Linked DNA regions of Capra hircus: region 1 is linked to region 2. Evidence: chromatin contacts called from public Hi-C data. All regions are on one chromosome and are shown on one strand. Each heading gives the region's core, a stretch centred on a gene start, on an enhancer-like site or on the middle of the called end of the contact. The rest is flanking DNA. Distances are from core to core; before and after follow the strand shown. Region 1 overlaps EPS15L1 (epidermal growth factor receptor substrate 15-like 1). Region 2 has its middle 48 kb from the start of AP1M1.

Region 1 (3,199 bases), core at 492-2,991, 170 kb before region 2:
AGGAGGGCTCAGCTGGGCCCCTGCTCAGGGCTTCACAGGGCCGAGTTCAGGGTGCTGTCCAAGTTCCTCAGAGCTGGAAGTCTGGGGCCTCCTTTCCTGCTGTATGTCGGTGGGGCTCATTCTGCTCTGAGGGGCAGCCCTGTGCCCCTCTCCTGTGACCCCTCCATCTTTAAAGTCAGCAGAAGCACGTCCAGCCCTTCTCACCCTGGGCGTCACTCTAACACCCTCTACTTTCAAAGGCTCACGTGATCATGTTGGGGGCCAAGCCTTGTGGCATCTGCAGGTTCCACCCACACTTGGAGGGGAGAGGGTGACTAAAGGCAGATGGTTGTTGGGGAGAAGTGTGGGGGAGACGGTCAGCTCGTTCCTCATGCCCTCTTTCTGTGCTTTCACGGACTGTTCAAACACACAGAGAGAAATACTCACTGGAACAAGACATTCGAGAAAAGGAAGAGGCAATCAGACAGAAAACCAATGAAGTACAGGTAAGCACGCGGCTGGCTTTGGTAGGATGGACCTTGTGTCAGATGTGGTTCAGGGACTCCCAGCAGGGGTAGTGGGGCAGGGCAGAGGGGGCAGCGTGGCACTCATTGGAAACTCAAGCTTTTGGGGATTTACAGGTGATTTATTTTGAGTTTCTTATAACTGTAGATAGTGGATTTTTTTTAAGAAAAATGAGATATTCATGTAATGTAGCATCCGTTCTTCTGAAGTATATAATTCAGTCATTTTTAGCATATTCTTTATATTGCTTAACCATCACCTCTGTCTAGCTCCAGAACATTCCCATACCCCCGAAAGGAGATCCCATCACCGTTAGCAGTGACTCCCCGTCTCCTCCTCTAGCCCTTGATAAGCTCTTTTCTGTCTCTATGGATTTGCCTGTTGTGGACATTTCGCAGAAAGGGAATCATACTACTTCCCATCCTTGATGTCTGCTTTCTCCCACTTAGCCTGAAGTTCTGAGGATCAGGCAATGCTCTCTAACCTGTTCTCAGGATGGCCCTGCTTGAAGAGTCTCCTTGTGGAAGGTGGTGACGGCAGACACTGGGGGTCTGAGTTGTTTTTCAGTCGTTCAGTTGTGTCCGACTCTTTGCAACCCCATGGACTGCAGCACGCCCAGCCTCCCTGTCCCTCACCGTCTTCTGCAGTCTGCCCAAGTTTATGTCCGTTGAATCAGTGATGCCATCCAATCATCTCATCCTCTGCCACCTTCTCCTTTTGCCTTCAGTCTTTCCAAGCATCAGGGTCATTTCCACTGAGTTGGCTGTTTGGGGTCTGAGTGCCAGGGCTCAAATCTGGCTCTTCTTAGCAGCTGTATGCTTTTGGGCTAGTTATGTAACATCTCTAGACCTTATGCAACGTTGGTAATGAGTGTTCTGCTCCTCCAGGCAATGGGCTGGAGCCCGGGATCTGGCAGGCGCTCACCCGTCTGGGCAGAGTGAGGCTATGCTGGAAACAGTGGTCAGTGCCTGGGAGCTGCACACTCGAAGACACCTTGGTTCCCAAGATGTCTCAGGTCTGAATGAATAGAGAATGGCTCTGCCACCAGGGGGAGACGTGAGTTGTCTGTGCGCCCCCTCACCCTGAGAATGCGTACAGCTGGGCCTGTTGGTCTCCATGGAGGGCCTTTGAGTGCTCTGCGCTCAGAGCTGGGGGAGAGGAATGAGGCGGAGCAGTCAGCACTGTGGCCCCACCGTGGCTCTCCTGGGGGACTGCAGGTGCTTGGCTCAGCCTCCTGGCCTCAGTCTTCCCGCCTTCCGGCCGGCAGTGAGGAGCAGCATCTGGCCGTGATGTGCGGGCGCTCTCCTACCACCCTGCAGTGGGTGGCTCTTTCTGGGCCGCCTCCTAGGGCAGCGGCCTGAGCCGGGCCAGGGGCGGCAGCACCCGACTCAGTGAGGCTCAGGGGTCTGGCAGCACTCTATCGCCCTCCCCCTCCCCTGTCCCACGAGGGCTGGGGGATGTCGTGAGACACCCAGCGGACAGACGGCGCACAATGCCTGCTCACCAGGCAGGAGGTGTCCTCTGTCACGGCTTCCGTCTGCAGGTGGGGTAGGGTGGGTTCTCACTGATTCACACGCTGCAGTGTCCAGACACTTCTTTCCTGGCTTCTCACTCTGTACACGTTGGCATCGGGGGTTGGGCCTTAGATGGTCCCCTGGCATGTTTTGGATCGAAAGGCAGGGAACAGCCTGCCTCTGTCGTCATATTTTTTGTTTTGCTTTTTTCCTCAAGTAAGCTGCATCATGTATGAGGCCACGGGTGAAGGGACTGTTTTTCTGGGTGTTTGCTCGTTCTGGTGTATTGCTCTCACCTCAGCCCTCTGATTTCTACCCGTGTCCCGGAACTGCCCTCCCGTATCACTCACCCTCCACCTTGTTTGGTGCAGGGACGCTGGTCTCATCCCCCATCTCCCCTTGGCCCTGGCCCAGCCAGCCACAGGAATGCCTGGCCGGTCCTCCTTCTCTTGTCTTTGTCACTCTGTACAGGCTTCTGTCCCTGGGGATCTGGGTGCTGTGATGTCCTTGAACTCCTGGGAAACCAGTCCCCAGGTCTCTGACGCCTGCTCCTCGGCGATTCTGAGAAAGCCGTGGGTCGGTCTGGTGTCTGGAGGTGCTTTGGTCTGCACAGCAGGCTGCATGAGGGCCCCCAGAACCTCGCTGCTGGGCTCTGACAGCATACTCCTGCAGCCTTTGAGATGTGGTGTTTGGTGGCCCTGTGCACCCCCATGACCCCTTGGAGCTGGAGCGGGGCCAGCGCCCGCCAGGCCAGCTCCTGCTGCGTGGGAGCCTCACTTGTGCTCAGACCAGGATGGGGCTCTACTCTAACGAGATGGCAGCTCCCTAGACAGTGACAAAACACTTTATTTATTCAGGCCATGCCGTGTGAAGCATGGGGGATGTACTTCCCCGGCCAGGGATTGAACCTGTGCCCCTGCGTTGGAAGGCAGAGTCTTAACCACTGGACCACCAGGGTCCCCTCAGAACACTGTATGTATTAAAGCTCTTTTGTGAGACCCAGGTTTGGCTCCGGTTCCTGTCGCCTTTTCCCAGATGGGTTTGGCCAGGAGATTGTATGTCACGCCTGCCAGCATGGGCTCCAGGGTAGGGCCCAGCATTGACTAGGAGGCCTTGGTCCTCGGGCCAGTTTATGTTTGGTTTTAAGCAATGGGAGCTTCAGCTTCGGCCCCCAAAGGCCT
Region 2 (3,088 bases), core at 118-2,617:
TCATCCCTGATCTCTCTGAGATGGGGTGTGTGTGTTTGGCTAGTCAAGGGATGAGGCAGAACTGATGAGGAGTTGGGGAGGGAATCCTGCTTTGAGGATAGGAGAGTACAGGGCAACAGCACGGGAGAGAGGCTCGGGAACCAAGACCATTTGTTCAGTAGGCATTGGCCGCCCCTCCCACACCTGCCCTGTGACCTGAGGAGCTCCCACTGTGGGGGACAGAGCAGGACACAGCGTGTGGTCAGGATTGGGCTGGGGCTGAGCGGCAGGGGGCGCCCTTTGCCTCAGTGACTCCAGCACCTGGCCTGGCCCTGCCAGGGGGAGCTGGAGGCCCTGGCCGGGAGAGAGAGGGGCAGAAAGCATTGTCCCTTAAAGGCTGGGTTGGAGAGGGTGAATGCGTGCCCGTGTCCTGTAGGTGTGAGCTGAGTCTGTGTGTCCTTCTGTGTATCTGTGTGCAGGTGTGTCTCTCTGCGTCTGTCGTGTGTATATCTGTGCTTTGCATGTGTCTCTGGGTGTGTACGCATGTGTGTGTGATGCACCCATGTGTGTGTGTGTGTGCACATGCACACGTGCGTATGTGGCAATTTTGAGGAAGTGCCTCCCCCGCTCAGAGGTGCTTGCTGCCCAGAGACTGTGGGAAGTCTCTCCACGCTGTCATCACCCCCACACCCTCCCCATCCCACAGTCCTGTGTCCCCAGGCCCTCTTGGCTCTCGGGCCACACTCCAAATCCGCCCTCTCCTCTCCATCACCCAGCACCTCTGGCCTCCCCACCTCCCTCCTGCCTGGGTTCATTGCTCTCCCATCAGCCACCAGGGGAAAACCTCAACCTCTCTGGGGCTCCCCATCCCCTTCTCCCGGGGCTCCTGGTCTTTGTCCTCCCTACCACGCCCAGCCTTGGCCTCTGCCCTGAGTTCCCCCGGGGATGTCTCCCCACCCCCTGCCAGGCTGAGGCGTCCCTACCCTCACACAGCCCCGCACATGCCGTGAGCATGGAGATAACTGTTGTCCCTGCCCCCTACCTCAAGCTCTCCAGAGTAGAGGTTTTTTGGTCTGGTACAGTTGCCTCTCTGCATCGAGAATGAGGTCTGGTACACAGCAGGTGCTCAATAAATGCCCAAATGAATGAATGAGTGTGGGAGGAGGGGCAGGAGAGGTCAGAGGAGCCAGATCCAGTAGGTATGCACCTGAGGGCCTAGGCGAGGGACCGATGCCGAGAAGCTATCTGAACACCTAAGGGGGGCCACACGTGGTCTTAGAAGCATCACTTCGGTGTGGGTTGGACAAGAGGCAAGTGCCAGCTATGGGAGGCTGTGTCAGGAGCTCGGCTCGTCCGGTGGAGGTGGTGGAGACGCAGGGGCTTAGGCCAGGTGGGGACGGGAGGTGAGGGAAGGAGTGGGAGAGCTGAGATTAGGGAGGTGAAAAGGGCAGGGCAGCTCCTCACGTTCCCGCTTGTGCCTTGAGTTGGCTGGGCAACTGCTCACTCAGGCCGAGGAGGCAAAGTAGAATGAGTCCTCCTGGGGATCCCTTGACTCTGTGGCCACTTCCTGCGAGGAGGGAGGACCTGGAGACTTTGTTTCCAGATCAAGCTGAGATAGAGGATCCCCTGAGGGAATGGAGAAGAAACAGGGGTAGACAAAACACAGGAGATGGTGGCCTGGAAGCCAAGGACAGAGGCCCCCCAGCCTTCAAAAATGTGGGTGTGGTCTGCACTCGTGTACTTCCCAGAGGGGAGCTTGGCATAGAACCCAGGGGGCGGGGACTTCCCTGGTGGTCCAATGGCTGAGACTCTGGGCTCCCAGTGCAGGGAGCCTGGGTTTGATCCCTGGTCAGGGAACTCGATCCCATATGCCACAGCTAGAGATCGTGCGTGCCACAGTGAAGATCAAAGATCCCGTGTGTCTCAGCTAAGGCCCGGAGCAGCCAGGTAAGTAAGTATATTAAAAAAAAGAAATCTGGTGGGCACAGAGTCCCCGTGCAGTGGAGTTGGAACATGCATGAACCACAGCCCCACCTGCAGGCATGAAATGGAAAAGACTGGTCCCTAAGTGCTGGTGAAGACGCGGAGCAGATGGGACTCTCACTCACTGCTGCGGGAGGTAAAATGGTCCAGCCACTTTGCAAGACGGTGTGGCAGTGTCCACGGAGCAAAGGTCTCCCCCTCCTCTGTAACTGAGACGTCACACCCTTCAGTATTTACCCACAAGAAATGAAGACGTGCAGCACCCACAAGAAATGAAGACGTGCAGCAGTCACTAGACCTGGGCTCACGTGCTCGGAGCAGCTCTAAACACAAACCAAACGCCCAGTGACAGGAGTGAGCCAACGAACCGCGGAGTTGTTGATATCCCACAGTTGTGCTGTGGGATAGTATACCGCAAAGAAAAAGGATAGGGGGAGGTGGGTGCATCTTGAATTCATGATGATGAGCAAAAGTGGACAGATCCCAAACAGGACACATGGTGTGAGTCTGTGCATCTGAAGTTCAAGAACAGGCAAAATGAACCAATGGTGTTGGCCAACAGGATAGTTCCTTCTGGGAGATACTGCCCAGGGGATGGAGGGCTGTTATGTGTCGATTTGAACATCCACAGAGTGAAAAATGCATCAGCCCGCACACCTCAGATCTGGGTATTTGGCACGAATTTCTGTGTATCTCTCAATCCAAAGGTAAATATATACAGCCATTAAAAACTCAGATGGTAAAGAACCTGCCTGCAATGCAGGAGACCCGGTTTCAATCCCTGGGTCAGGGAGATCCCCTGGAGGAGGAAACAGCAACCCACTCCAGTATTCTTGCCTGGAGAATTCCATGGACACAGGAGCCTGGCAGGCTGTAGTCCCTGGGGTCGCAAAGAGTCAGACATGACTAAGCACACACAGGCAAAAACAATTGGACAGCACCTGACATACACAAGATTTGCTGGGGTAAGGAGGCTGGGCAGTGACTACTGAAAAGAACCTGCTGGAAATTTCCAAGCATGGTATTCCCAGTTTGGCCAAGAGCCATGACCTTTTAGTCTTATAAAAAAAACCCAACTAAATGCCTCAAAAAAACATGGAATTACCTCATGATCCAGAAGTTCCAG

The links. A called contact is a pair of places that touch in the nucleus more often than the background predicts.
Region 1: a Hi-C map of blood shows a contact between it and region 2, with 4 times the contacts expected there. The contact joins two enhancer-like sites. A contact is called at or near these places in 4 of 5 Hi-C or Micro-C datasets (blood and liver).

What each region holds. Positions count from the first base shown.
Region 1 is chr7:102,155,078-102,158,276 of ARS1.2, reverse strand. EPS15L1 (epidermal growth factor receptor substrate 15-like 1) reads left to right here. Exons shown (of 22, transcript XM_018051342.1): 13 at 413-485. Among named protein-coding and RNA genes, the nearest start is that of EPS15L1, 55 kb to the left of the region's middle. Within about 2 kb of position 1,741, at least 1 of the 5 cell types and tissues checked has an H3K27ac peak or open chromatin away from gene starts, as enhancers often do.
Region 2 is chr7:101,986,555-101,989,642 of ARS1.2, reverse strand. No RefSeq gene overlaps it. Among named protein-coding and RNA genes, the nearest start is that of AP1M1, 48 kb to the right of the region's middle. Within about 2 kb of position 1,367, at least 1 of the 5 cell types and tissues checked has an H3K27ac peak or open chromatin away from gene starts, as enhancers often do.